Linked DNA regions of Pan troglodytes: region 1 is linked to region 2. A link is a contact called in public Hi-C data. All regions are on one chromosome and are shown on one strand. Each heading gives the region's core, a stretch centred on a gene start, on an enhancer-like site or on the middle of the called end of the contact. The rest is flanking DNA. Distances are from core to core; before and after follow the strand shown. Region 1 has its middle 200 kb from the start of COL4A1. Region 2 holds the start of IRS2 (insulin receptor substrate 2).

Region 1 (6,064 bases), core at 3,062-5,561, 330 kb before region 2:
GTGCAAACCAACCTGGAACCCACACCATAGCCACCACCTTTATAGGGCTTGCTCACTCTGGGCCAATGCTCACCCTCCCTAGGTGCCCCGGGGCCAGCAGCAGACAATTAGGACAGACACCCCCAAGTGTGCTGATGGTGCCTCACCTCACTTTTCCCACACAAAGCGCAGTAAAGGCAAGAACCCAGGTCTCGTCTGCTCCCTCTGCCCCTTGACCCACCTGGAGCTTCCCTATGTGCCCCCCATGTTGTGGCATGACCCCTTACCATGGTGTGGCGTGCCCCTGTGCTTTTCTTCCTGGGAACTGTGAGAAACAAACTGTCTTTCAATGGCAATCATCTCCTGCCCCACTGGCTTCCTCATCCTTACAAACCACACGTTATACAAAACACCCAGCTCAGCTGCTCTTGAATTCCCACCCCACAGAATCTGTGAGGTCATGAATGTAGGTTGTCTGAAGCAGGTAAATTTTGTGGTGGTTTAATTATACAGCAGCAGATAACTAACACAGCCTACGAAGATCTGGAGATTTGGAAATTAGGGAGATACTACAGTTTTCAAGGACAGCAACATGCTGAGTCTCTAATTTATTATTAGTTTTTGAAACAAAACCATTTATCTTCTCAGTTTTTATGGGTCAAGAGTTTAGGAGCCGTGGCTGGAAGGCTCTGGCTCGGGGCTTTTCACAAGGTTGCAGTCAAGGCGTTGATGGGGGCTGCGGTCAGCAGAGGGCGTGACTAGGGCTGGAGGACTCGGTCTTTTTTTTTTTTTTTTTTTTTTTTTTATTATACTTTAAGTTTTAGGGTACATGTGCACGATGTGCAGGTTAGTTACATACGTATACATGTGCCATGCTGGTGTGCTGCACCCATTAACTCGTCATTTAGCATTAGGTATATCTCCTAAAGCTATCCCTCCCCCCTCCCCGCACCCCACAACAGTCCCCAGAGTGTGATATTCCCCTTCCTGTGTCCATGTGTTCTCATTGTTCAATTCCCATCTATGAGTGAGAATATGCAGTGTTTGGTTTTTTGTTCTTGCGATAGTTTACTGAGAATGATGATTTCCAATTTCATCCATGTCCCTACAAAGGACATGAACTCATCATTTTTATGGCTGCATAGTATTCCATGGTGTATATGTGCCACATTTTCTTAATCCAGTTTATCATTGTTGGACATTTGGGTTGGTTCCAAGTCTTTGCTATTGTGAATAGTGCTGCAGTAAACATACTGTGCATGTGTCTTTATAGCAGCATGATTTATAGTCCTTTGGGTATATACCCAGTAATGGGATGGCTGGGTCAAATGGTATTTCTAGTTCTAGATCCCTGAGGAATCACCACACTGACTTCCACAAGGGTTGAAAGGCCTTTGACAAAATTCAACAACCCTTCATGCTAAAAACTCTCAATAAATTAGGTATCCATGGGACATATCTGAAAATAATAAGAGCTATCTATGACAAACTCACAGCCAATATCATACTGAATGGGCAAAAACTGGAAGCATTCCCTTTGAAAACTGGCACAAGACAGGGATGCCCTCTCTCACCACTCCTATTCAACACAGTGTTGGAAGTTCTGTCCAGGGCAATTAGGCAGGAGAAGGAAATAAAGGGTATTCAATTAGGAAAAGAGGAAGTCAAATTGTCCCTGTTTGCAGATGACATGACATATCTAGAAAACCCCATTGTCTCAGCCCAAAATCTCCTTAAGCTGATAAGCAACTTAAGCAAAGTCTCAGGATACAAAATCAATGTGCAAAAATCACAAGCATTCCTATACACTAATAACAGACAAACAGAGAGCCAAATCATGAGTGAACTTCCATTCACAATTGCTTCAAAGAGAATAAAATACCTAGGAATCCAACTTACAAGGGATGTGAAGGACCTCTTCAAGGAGAACTACAAACCACTGCTCAATGAAATGAAAGAGGATTCAAACAAATGGAAGAACATTCCACGCTCATGGGTAGGAAGAATCAATATCATGAAAATGGCCATACTGCCCAAGGTAATTTATAGATTCAATGCCATCCCCATCAAGCTACCAATGACTTTCTTCTCAGAATTGGAAAAAACTACTTTAAAGTTCATATGGAACCAAAAAAGAGCCCGCATCGCCAAGTCAATCCTAAGCCAAAAGAACAAGGCTCAGTCTTTGTTAGATAAGGTATCTGGGAGAGCTGCCAAGGGGATGGTAAGGGGGTGAGCAGAGATGGGAAAGCGCCACGTGGGACACCGTTCTGTCCCGCCACCCAGCCCGCCACGCAGCCCGCCACGCAGCCTGCCACGCAGCCCGCCACCCCGCCCACCACCCCGCCCATCACCCAGCCCGCCACGCAGCCCGCCACGCAGCCCGCCACCCAGCCTGCCACGCAGCCCGCCACGCAGCCCATCACCCAGCCCATCACCCAGACCACCACCCAGCCCGCCACCCTGGCCAGCCTTATCTTCTTAGTCTGTTAATCTTCTGCTAATATTGTTTGTTTGTTTGTTTGAAATGGAGTTTTGCTCTTGTTGCCCAGGCAGGAGTGCAATGGCGAAATCTCAGCTCACTGCAGCCTCCGCCTCCCAGGTCCAGGTGATTCTCCTGCCTCAGCCTCCCGAGTAGCTGGGATTACAGGCACCCACCACCACACCTGACTAATTTTTTATATTTGTTTTAGTAGAGATGGGGTTTCACTATGTTGGCCAGGCTGGTCTCGAACTCCTGGCTTCGGGTGATCTGCCTGCCTTGGCCTCCCAAAGTGCTGGGATTACAGGCATCAGCCACTGTGCCTAATATTCTGCTAATATGACCATCCTAGACTCTGTAGTAAGAGATTCTAACTTTGAAAACAGCAGAGTTTGCCTGATTTTATTTGCTATTTTTCAAAGCGTGCTGTTTCATCAGTGCCTATGCAATGATGTCTATTTTCCATTGGGGGCCTGTCAATACCAGGTGAAAGAGGGGCACCTGTCAATACCAGATCTACTTGGCCGCTCTACAAGAAGATCTGGTATTTACAGTTGCCCCTCTTTCAAGCTCAATCCCTATCTGTTTGGAGTCTAAAACAACCTGCAGACTTTCTTCTTCCCTGTGGGTTTTCCCTTGTTTAGTTTATTTATATCGGAAGACTCCACGAAGGGATCAGAGCGGACAGCTTGGGACTGAAGGGCACGTGGTGTCTGACTGGTTAGACAGTAGGGAAATAAGAGCTCCACAGAGGGAAGGGAATGGAGTAGCTAGCGCTTGGAAAGAGACGGCTGGGGGTTGACTTGGCAGCTTCTGGGAGTGCATGGCAGGCTTATCCCTCCGTGGAGGACAGGCCTGACTCAGCCGCCTGTCTCCATAGGGGGAGGAACAAGGCGGAGGCGTGCATGGCCGGGCTGCAGGACAGCTCAGCAGCGGGAGCATCAAGGGCTGCCAGGGCCCTGCAGAAGGCACCGCTCCGCCGCAGAAACTGCCTTTTCCGTATTAGGATCATGATCCTGTAAAGGTGCAGCTGCTGTACCATGCTAATGAGCTCTTAAAATCTGTATTGCAGCACGTAAGTAAAAAGTCTGAACAAACTGTCTTAAAGAAAGAAGACGAAGAAGAATGAACTATCAGTCACTGTTGTGAGCACTCTTTGAGGAGGCAAGGAGAAGTGTGCTTTTAGAATTGACTGCATTTTAAAGGACACAATGCCATTTTCTTGGAACTGGAGCAAGATAGAAATGTATGAATTTGTTGTCCCAGAGGGTGATGAAACTGTCTCTCAGGCAGAGTTCAAAGACCCTGAGGGACCCAGGAGATTTGTGGGAACGTCAGTTAGTGGGTTTCCTTTTTCATATGAAAAGGCTCCAGCAGTTAACCAGGCGTATTTAGGAGCATGGTGATGTGAATTTCCAAGGCTTCTCGGGGTAGCATTGCAGTATCAGACAACACAACAAAGTGAAGCTTCCTGAAATTCAAGACATTGTTGGGGACTTATCTCCAGTAAGGATCAGTTTAGGGACACATAAGGGAGACAGGCCACGCCTCTCTCCTGGTGTCCTCTAATACCCTTAGCCAGCAAGCACCTTAGACTACAGGAAGGGGGAAAATGGGGAAGAGGTCCCACTGATGTGGATAGATGGTCCAGTAGGGGTGTTTCTGAAGCCTGTGCCTGGGGTCTTGGCGCTTTCCCCTTCTCTCTGCCGGGGCTAGTCCCTGACTCCTGGCCCCTGCACCCTATCTGTCCTTTTTCTTGTCTGAGCCTAGAGACAGAAACCACCCAAGACCAATGTCAACTTGCCATGTCAGCCAGGAGCCTTCCCCTGGGTGGCAGCACACTCCACACAAAGCAGGCAGAGCAGGCCCGCTGCAGCATCCAGGCCCTGCTGGGAGGGATCCCTACTGGAAGTGCACTCACAGCCTGGTCAGCCTCATTCCTGGGCCTCTTGAGGCTCCCATGCATTTGCCAGAGCCCGCCCACACTTGCACTCCTACACTCACTTAGAAACACACACACACACCCCCACAGCCACACACACACACTCACATGTACACAACCACATCAACACTCACACACTTATTCACAAACTCACACACACACTCATACATGCACACAGGTGTATACTTGCACATCCACACTCATAAATGCACATCCACAGCTCACACAACCTCATGCACATACACATATACACACATTCACACTCATCTCTACCCACACACATGCACACTTATTCACAAACTTATACATACACACACAGACAGGCCCATACACACACCCAACACAGGCAGTCACACAGGCACACACCCTCTCACTCTTGCACATGCACACACATTCTCACACACACTCCTATACTTATTCACATACACACTCTGTGACACACTCATGCTTGTAGACACTCACATGCACACTCGCCCATACCTAACATGATGTTACACACACTCAATCACAGCATGCTCACAATCAAACCCACACACGGTCACACACTCACACACGTGTGTTCTGTTGCACACTCACACTCTCACACTGGTGCAGTGCCTCCCTTGGGCACCTGCTGTCTTTGGCTCTAAAGCTTACGGAAGTGGCGGCCTTGCCCGAGCCAGGCCTAGTTGCTTGCTAGGGCCTTGTTAATGGCGCCTCAGTGTGGAGAACGGCGGGAAGTACGTTTTGCTTCCCAGGGTGGTTGATCCCGAGACCACAGGTTCCAGCCTGTCCGCCGCCCCAGGATGCTGACAGGAGCTGCCTCCACTGCCTTGCGTGCCATGTCTATATTAAATTAGGGGTCCCCATGTCCCCAAGGCCCACTCTCCGCTAGGCTGTGCCCCTGACGTTCACAGAGGCAACACCCTCTTTGATGACTTACCAGCGTCCACAGAGTGACTCCGAAGGCCAGAAGTGCCAACAACTCAACTGGGCACTTGGCACCACACTTGGAACCTCCGACTGCCCCAAGCATGTGACCTGGGAGCCTCCTGGATCCATGCTGCTGTGGCAGCTCCCTCCAGAACTTCAGGTCCCATCGCCAAGGGATCCCTGAGAACAGGGCTGACAGAGAGCCTTGGCCACATGAAATGCACGGGAACACCCTTTATGTCCCGTGTGTTTTGGGAAGAGGAAGGACCTGGCACTGCCAGGAAGGTCTGGGCCTAGTCTTAGCAGTGCCACCCTTTTGTGGAGGGACAGTGTTCTGAGCCTCGATATCCTCCTACGGAAAACAAAGGTTTTAGGACTTTGATCTTAGTGCACTCGGGCCACTGCAATGAATTGCCACAACCTCGGGCTTGACACAAGAAGTGTGTTTTTTCACAGTTCTGGAGGCTGAGGGTCCCAAATCATGGGGTCCACAGGCCGTGGTCCCTCTGAAGGCTCCGGAAAGGGTCTCCCCTGCTTCCAGCCTCTAGTGCTGATGCAGTCCTTGGCATTGCTCGGCTTCCAGCCACATCGCTCCCGTCTCTGCCTCTGTGGTCACTTGAGGTCTTCCCTGTGTGTCTCGGTATAAATTTCCTCCTCTTAGGAGGACCTCCATCATTGGATTAAGTCCCCAGGTAAGCCAGCATGACCTCATTTTAACTCGATCACATTCACAAATACCTATTTCCAAA
Region 2 (6,096 bases), core at 3,006-5,505:
GTTGCTTCTTAAATCTAGAAACACATTCTCAAAATTCAAACAGAACAAAATCCAGAGGCATATTAATAAATATTTTAAACTCCTAACCGCAGTCACTTTTTAATTGGGCATTTATGTATTTCTTCAACATAATTATATTTATAATGAAAAAATGTTGAGAATACTGGATTAGCTGCATTTGTAACTACAACATATTTTTCTAAACAGTATTAATTCAATTGATAGACTTTAAAAAAGTTGTAGTAGTTTGTTCTATCATATATGCACATAAAATAATCATTTATTTTAGAAAATCCTCCCTCATAAAATGAACATTTAGGAAAGAGACTGATCCATATTTTTAACAAGAATAATAAACACACAAGTAGAAAGCCTTTATAATTTCCAAGGAGCTGATCAATTCCATTAACAAATCCTGATACTTTAAATGTTTGCAATGCCATACATAGCAAATGATCCAAACAGCAGTTATATTCTCTCATGTAAGTCATTCTGTTGCCCATACACAGAGTTAGCATGTTACAAAACTCTTGTGAAATTTCAGTTGAAACATTAGCAAATAAATTTGCTGGTAAAGTGCAAGAAGTCTCCTTATAAACCCTAGATGAGGAAAAGTCTGTCCACAGTTCATTCATCAGAGGAATGGAATTTCTCAAATGAGCTACTGAACAACATTATCTAATAAAATGAAATATAATGAAATGGTGCCACTCATTTTAAAGATTAAATATACCCTTTGACAGAAACCTGTGAAGTTAAAAATCCTTCCCTCTTAAAATACCTTTTAAATTAAAGCTATTCTAACTAGTTATATAGCATTCCACTTAATCTGCTTAGTTTTTAGATTGAGTTCACCTAAATACAAAATACTGTCAAACACCTACAGGGCAAAGAACTAAAAAAAGAAAGAAAATTTCACAAGCAATAAAATGCTATTCACCTTTCTCCTCCCATACTTGCCTTTCCTATATGAAACAAAGAAAATAATTAGTGATGTTCATTATTGGTAGTGCTGCTAGTATTTGTATTGTGAACCTGTAACATATTTTTAAATCTCTACACTTTTATATAATTGATTCTTTCTTGAAAAGTAATTATTTCAGAAGACTTCTAATAAAATAATCATTATTGTATATGATTCTGTTAAAAATAGAAAAAACAAACAGAAAAAACTCCCTGCTGAAAGATATGGCCATTTTATTAGCTGTGAAAGGAAAGAAAGCTTCCAAGGAAAGATCTTGGACCATGAGAAAAAATTTCAACCAGGCTGTTTGCTGGCAAGAGGCCATGCCAGCCCCAGCCAGTCCTGCGTGCAGAGCATGTTGGCAGATGTTATTAGCTGACTTTTGTTGAAAAAGTATGGAAGAACAGTTGGAAAATCACAAGGTGTAGAACAAGCTTTAAATAAATAAATAGCTTATCTGGCAATAGAAAGGGGGAAAGAAAACAAGTTCCTCGGTTGAGGAAGAGGACTGGGATACTTCTAATTACACAGTTTCTTACTGTTGGTTTGTTTCATGGGCTGACTCTCAATGAGAATTGAAATTGTATCACCCACATTTGTATTTAGAGGTTCTAACTGCAGAATTGCAATTAATTTCCAGTTTGCTGTAGGAAATTTATACTCTCTATGACAGAATACCACGGACATAGGTGATAATTCTTTAACCTTCTCTCTTTTGTCCCCAGTCTGGTAACTGAGGCAGTACATGGGGAAAGTGCTAACTGCCAATCCAGAGCTGCTGACACCTTAAAAACACTGGCCTTTAACACTAGGATGGCCCCAAGAAACAAGCAAACAGGAGAAGATGACACTTGCTAACGTGTGACAGGCATAGCAAGTAAATGTTCAATACGGATATGCAAATGCAACTTCATAATAAAAGTCAAAATGAAAAAGAAAAAAATTGCAAAATATACTTTCTCAGAAGAAACCATCACATGATGTTTAAAAGTGGTGGTTCCTTTAGCATTGTCTACTGATGGCTGGCAACATACAGGAACATAAAAGTGGCCCATTTACATCCTCATAAAAGTGGGATGTAAGTGATCACAAAGCCAATAAAACCACACCACATTTTCTTCAAGCACCAAGATAAGAATCCCTTCATCTTTTCTGACTAGACATATTGCTAGGCAACATTTGTGAACATAAGAAAAGGTAACAAGATCTAAAAAGAACGCCGAAGCATACTGTTCATAAAGGTGGCGCCCCCAACACACACAATCATACACACATACCTATACACACACAATCATACACAATCTATTATATAAACAAACACGCACACATGCACACATAGGTGCACAGACTTAACATGGCATTTCTTGAGGTATTATTTTTTTAAGGTATGATTTAAAAATGGAAGATCAACTTTAAACACACCTTTTTGAGGCACACTGGGTGATATTTGCCACAATGATTATTCTTCCCAAATTCAGGCTACTGATCAATAATCCTAACTGTATACATGCTAAAAATAAAAACGCTATAATCTTTGAACTAGTCAGGGCTCTCTTGGCACATAAAATTAGCCAACACAATCTTCAAGTCACATGTTACAAAAACATATTAAAATATATATCACTCTTTCAAAAATTACACTTATTTTCTCTTAGATTAAGATTTTATTACTTTTAAGATACTTCTATGAATTATAGAGGACATCCAAAAGTAAACATCCGGGACTTAAAAACAACCAATATTATAAGATAAATTATTGCTGTAAATTATTTCATGAAGGCACAATTAAAAAAAATAAAATAAACAGCCAAAGCCTGTTTTGTTGAGTTTTCTTCGTTGCGCAGGATCGGGAGCTTGCTGGGATCTGAACTCAGGAAGCCCTCGCCTCACCCTGACTTGGTCATTGAGGAGATGTAATTGCAGGGGTGCTTATTTGCTATAGGCTTTGAAAGTCACAAAAGCCCAGTAGATATATGAATTCGAAGCAGTTCTCCAAGGGCATCTCCAACTTGGCAGTCACCGCCCGCACCGCGCACACAGGTAGTGGACGCCCGCCCACCTGCCCGTCTGCTGGGCGCAGGGCGCTCCTGGGGTGGGGAGGGCGCTCCTGTGGGGGGAAAAGGGGCGCTCCTGCCTCGGAGGTGGAAAGGACGTCCCTGTGGAAGGAAGGGGGGCTCCTGCCTCGGAGGGGGAGAGGACGCCCCTGTAGAAGGAAAGGGGGGCTCTTGAAGCGGTGTGGTGAGAGGACGCTTCCGAGGAAGGAAGGGGGTGCTCCTGCAGCGGTGGGGGGAAAGGACGCCCCTGCGGAAGGAAGGCGGCGCTCCTGCGGGGGCTGGAGAGACGCCCGCGCGGTCTCCCAGCTCAGGGACCGCTGGCTCGCGGGTCCGCCCTCTCCCCAGCGCTATGGAAACCGCACTTTCTCCGCCTGCCGTCCCCGATCTCTTTCTCCTATTACCTCCCAAACGCGATTTCAACTTCCCGACAAGCTGACAAGTGAATGGCGCAGAGGACGCCCCGTAAAGCGCCCGCGAGCGGGTGGGACACGGGCGCCCCCTCCGCGCCCCTCGCAGCCCCGCTGTCCTCCACGGAAGGGCGCGCGCCGCTCTCGATCTGGAGCGCGGTGCTCGCGAACCCGCGGCCGCGGGCCCTGGAACCTCCCCGCGCTTCGCGGCTGCGGGGGACGGAGATGGGGACGGGAGACGGGGACGGGGAACCGGGGACGGGGAGGGGGCGCGCCCACCCGGAGCGCGGGAGCGGCCGCCCTCGCCCAAAATGGGGACCCCGCGCCCCGAGAGCACGGCCCGGCTCGCCGCCCACGCTTCCCCTGCAAGGCCGCAGCCCCCGCCGCCGATCCCGATCCCCCGCCCCGCCCAGCCGCGGCCCCGCCCGGCGCCCCCTCCCCGGCGGAAGCTCAAGCCCAATTAATTGAGTCCGAGGCGGGAGGGAAGGGCCCTGCGCGCCGTGGCCCGCCCCGCCCCTCTTCCGCGCCCCTTTTCCCGCCCTGGGTGGCATCTCCTCCGCCTGCATCCACAACAAGCCGCTGATTAATGAGGCCCGGGCCGCCCCCACCCCGCCCGGCCGGGCCGGGGCCTCCGCGGGAGGGGGAGGGGACGGCGGGAAACGCGGCCCGGGGAGAAAGGGGGGCGGGGCGGGGGCGCGCGGCCCGCCCCCGCGAGCGCCGCGCCGATTGGCCGAGCGCGCCGTCCGTCGGGGGGCGCGGCGCCAATGCGAGGCAGCGGGGCGGGGCGGCCGCGCTGTGTGTGCCTGCGTAACGCCGAGTCACATGTTGTTTTGCTCTTCTTAGTTCAGTCACTCGGTGCGCGATGTGTTACTCACTGTGCGGCGGGGACCGCGACGAGCCCGGGTCGCCGTTGGCAGCAGCAGCAGCAGCACCAGCAGCAGCAGCAGCCCCGGCGGCGGCGCGGACCCCGAGCGCCCGGGCGCACCCCGGCTTCCCGGAGCGCGACGCGGCGGCAGCAGCCCCGGTGCGGCCGCGCGCGCCTTAGGCTCGGCCCCGCGCCTCGGGGACCCCGACTCCCGGCCCAGCCAGCGCGTCCCCCGGCGCCGCCCGAGAGCCCGAGGAGGCAGCGGCCGCAGGCAGCCGGGGAGGGGGGCGGCCACCGCCCGCGCCGGGCATCCTCAGGAGCCCCAGAGCGCGGAGGGCGCGGCGCCGCCGAGCGGTGCTGGCCCCCGCGGGCCTCCCCGGACCTTCCCCACCGCCTGGGCCCGAGGGACGCGTGCTCGGGTGGGCGGCCGGGCGCAAGGGTGGGAGGGAGCCGCCCCCGCCCGCGCCCCCTCCGCCCCTCGCCCCAACCCCTGGGCGCCGGGCCCGGGCCGCGCGGCCTGAAGCGCCCGCGATGGCGAGCCCGCCGCGGCAGGGGCCGCCCGGGCCGGCGAGCGGAGACGGCCCCAACCTCAACAACAACAACAACAACAACAATCACAGCGTGCGCAAGTGCGGCTACCTGCGCAAGCAGAAGCACGGCCACAAGCGCTTCTTCGTGCTGCGCGGGCCCGGCGCGGGCGGCGACGAGGCGACGGCGGGCGGGGGGTCGGCGCCGCAGCCGCCGCGGCTCGAGTACTACGAGAGCGAGAAAAAGTGGCGGAGCAAGGCAGGCGCGCCGAAACGGGTGATCGCTCTCGACTGCTGCCTGAACATCAACAAGCGCGCCGACGCCAAGCACAAGTACCTGATCGCCCTCTACACCAAGGACGAGTACTTCGCCGTGGCCGCCGAGAACGAGCAGGAGCAGGAGGGCTGGTACCGCGCGCTCACCGACCTGGTCAGCGAGGGCCGCGCGGCCGCCGGAGACGCGCCCCCCACCGCCGCGCCCGCCGCGTCCTGCAGCGCCTCCCTGCCCGGCGCCCTGGGCGGCTCTGCCGGCGCCGCCGGGGCCGAGGACAGCTACGGGCTGGTGGCTCCCGCCACGGCCGCCTACCGTGAGGTGTGGCAGGTGAACCTGAAGCCCAAGGGTCTGGGCCAGAGCAAGAACCTGACGGGGGTGTACCGTCTGTGCCTGTCGGCGCGCACCATCGGCTTCGTGAAGCTCAACTGCGAGCAGCCGTCGGTGACGCTGCAGCTAATGAACATCCGCCGCTGCGGCCACTCGGACAGCTTCTTCTTCATCGAGGTGGGCCGCTCGGCCGTCACAGGCCCCGGCGAGCTGTGGATGCAGGCGGACGACTCGGTGGTGGCGCAGAACATCCACGAGACCATCCTGGAGGCCATGAAGGCGCTCAAGGAGCTCTTCGAGTTCCGGCCGCGCAGTAAGAGCCAATCGTCGGGGTCGTCGGCCACGCACCCCATCAGCGTCCCCGGCGCGCGCCGCCACCACCACCTGGTCAACCTGCCCCCCAGCCAGACGGGCCTGGTGCGCCGCTCGCGCACCGACAGCCTGGCCGCCACCCCGCCGGCGGCCAAGTGCAGCTCGTGCCGGGTGCGCACCGCCAGCGAGGGCGACGGCGGCGCGGCGGCGGGAGCGGCGGCCGCGGGCGCCAGGCCGGTGTCGGTGGCTGGGAGCCCTCTGAGCCCCGGGCCGGTGCGCGCGCCCCTGAGCCGCTCGCACACCCTGAGCGGCGGCTGCGGCGGCCGCGGGAGCAAGGTGGCGCTGCTGCCGGCAGGGGGCGCGCTG

Evidence for each region. A called contact is a pair of places that touch in the nucleus more often than the background predicts.
Region 1: a Hi-C map of stem cell-derived neural progenitor cells shows a contact between it and region 2, with 10 times the contacts expected there. The contact joins the enhancer-like site here to the promoter of IRS2 in region 2. A contact is called at or near these places in 3 of 7 Hi-C or Micro-C datasets (blood, induced pluripotent stem cells and stem cell-derived neural progenitor cells) and 1 of 1 datasets of contacts at active chromatin or transcription factors (stem cell-derived excitatory neurons).

Annotation. Positions count from the first base shown.
Region 1 is chr14:115,725,163-115,731,226 of NHGRI_mPanTro3-v2.0_pri, reverse strand. No RefSeq gene overlaps it. Among named protein-coding and RNA genes, the nearest start is that of COL4A1, 200 kb to the left of the region's middle. Within about 2 kb of position 4,311, at least 10 of the 24 cell types and tissues checked have an H3K27ac peak or open chromatin away from gene starts, as enhancers often do. A contact at or near this core is called in stem cell-derived neural progenitor cells, where this site is marked.
Region 2 is chr14:115,395,691-115,401,786 of NHGRI_mPanTro3-v2.0_pri, reverse strand. IRS2 (insulin receptor substrate 2) reads left to right here and starts at 4,255. Exons shown (of 2, transcript XM_016925526.4): 1 at 4,255-6,096. The coding sequence starts at 4,822.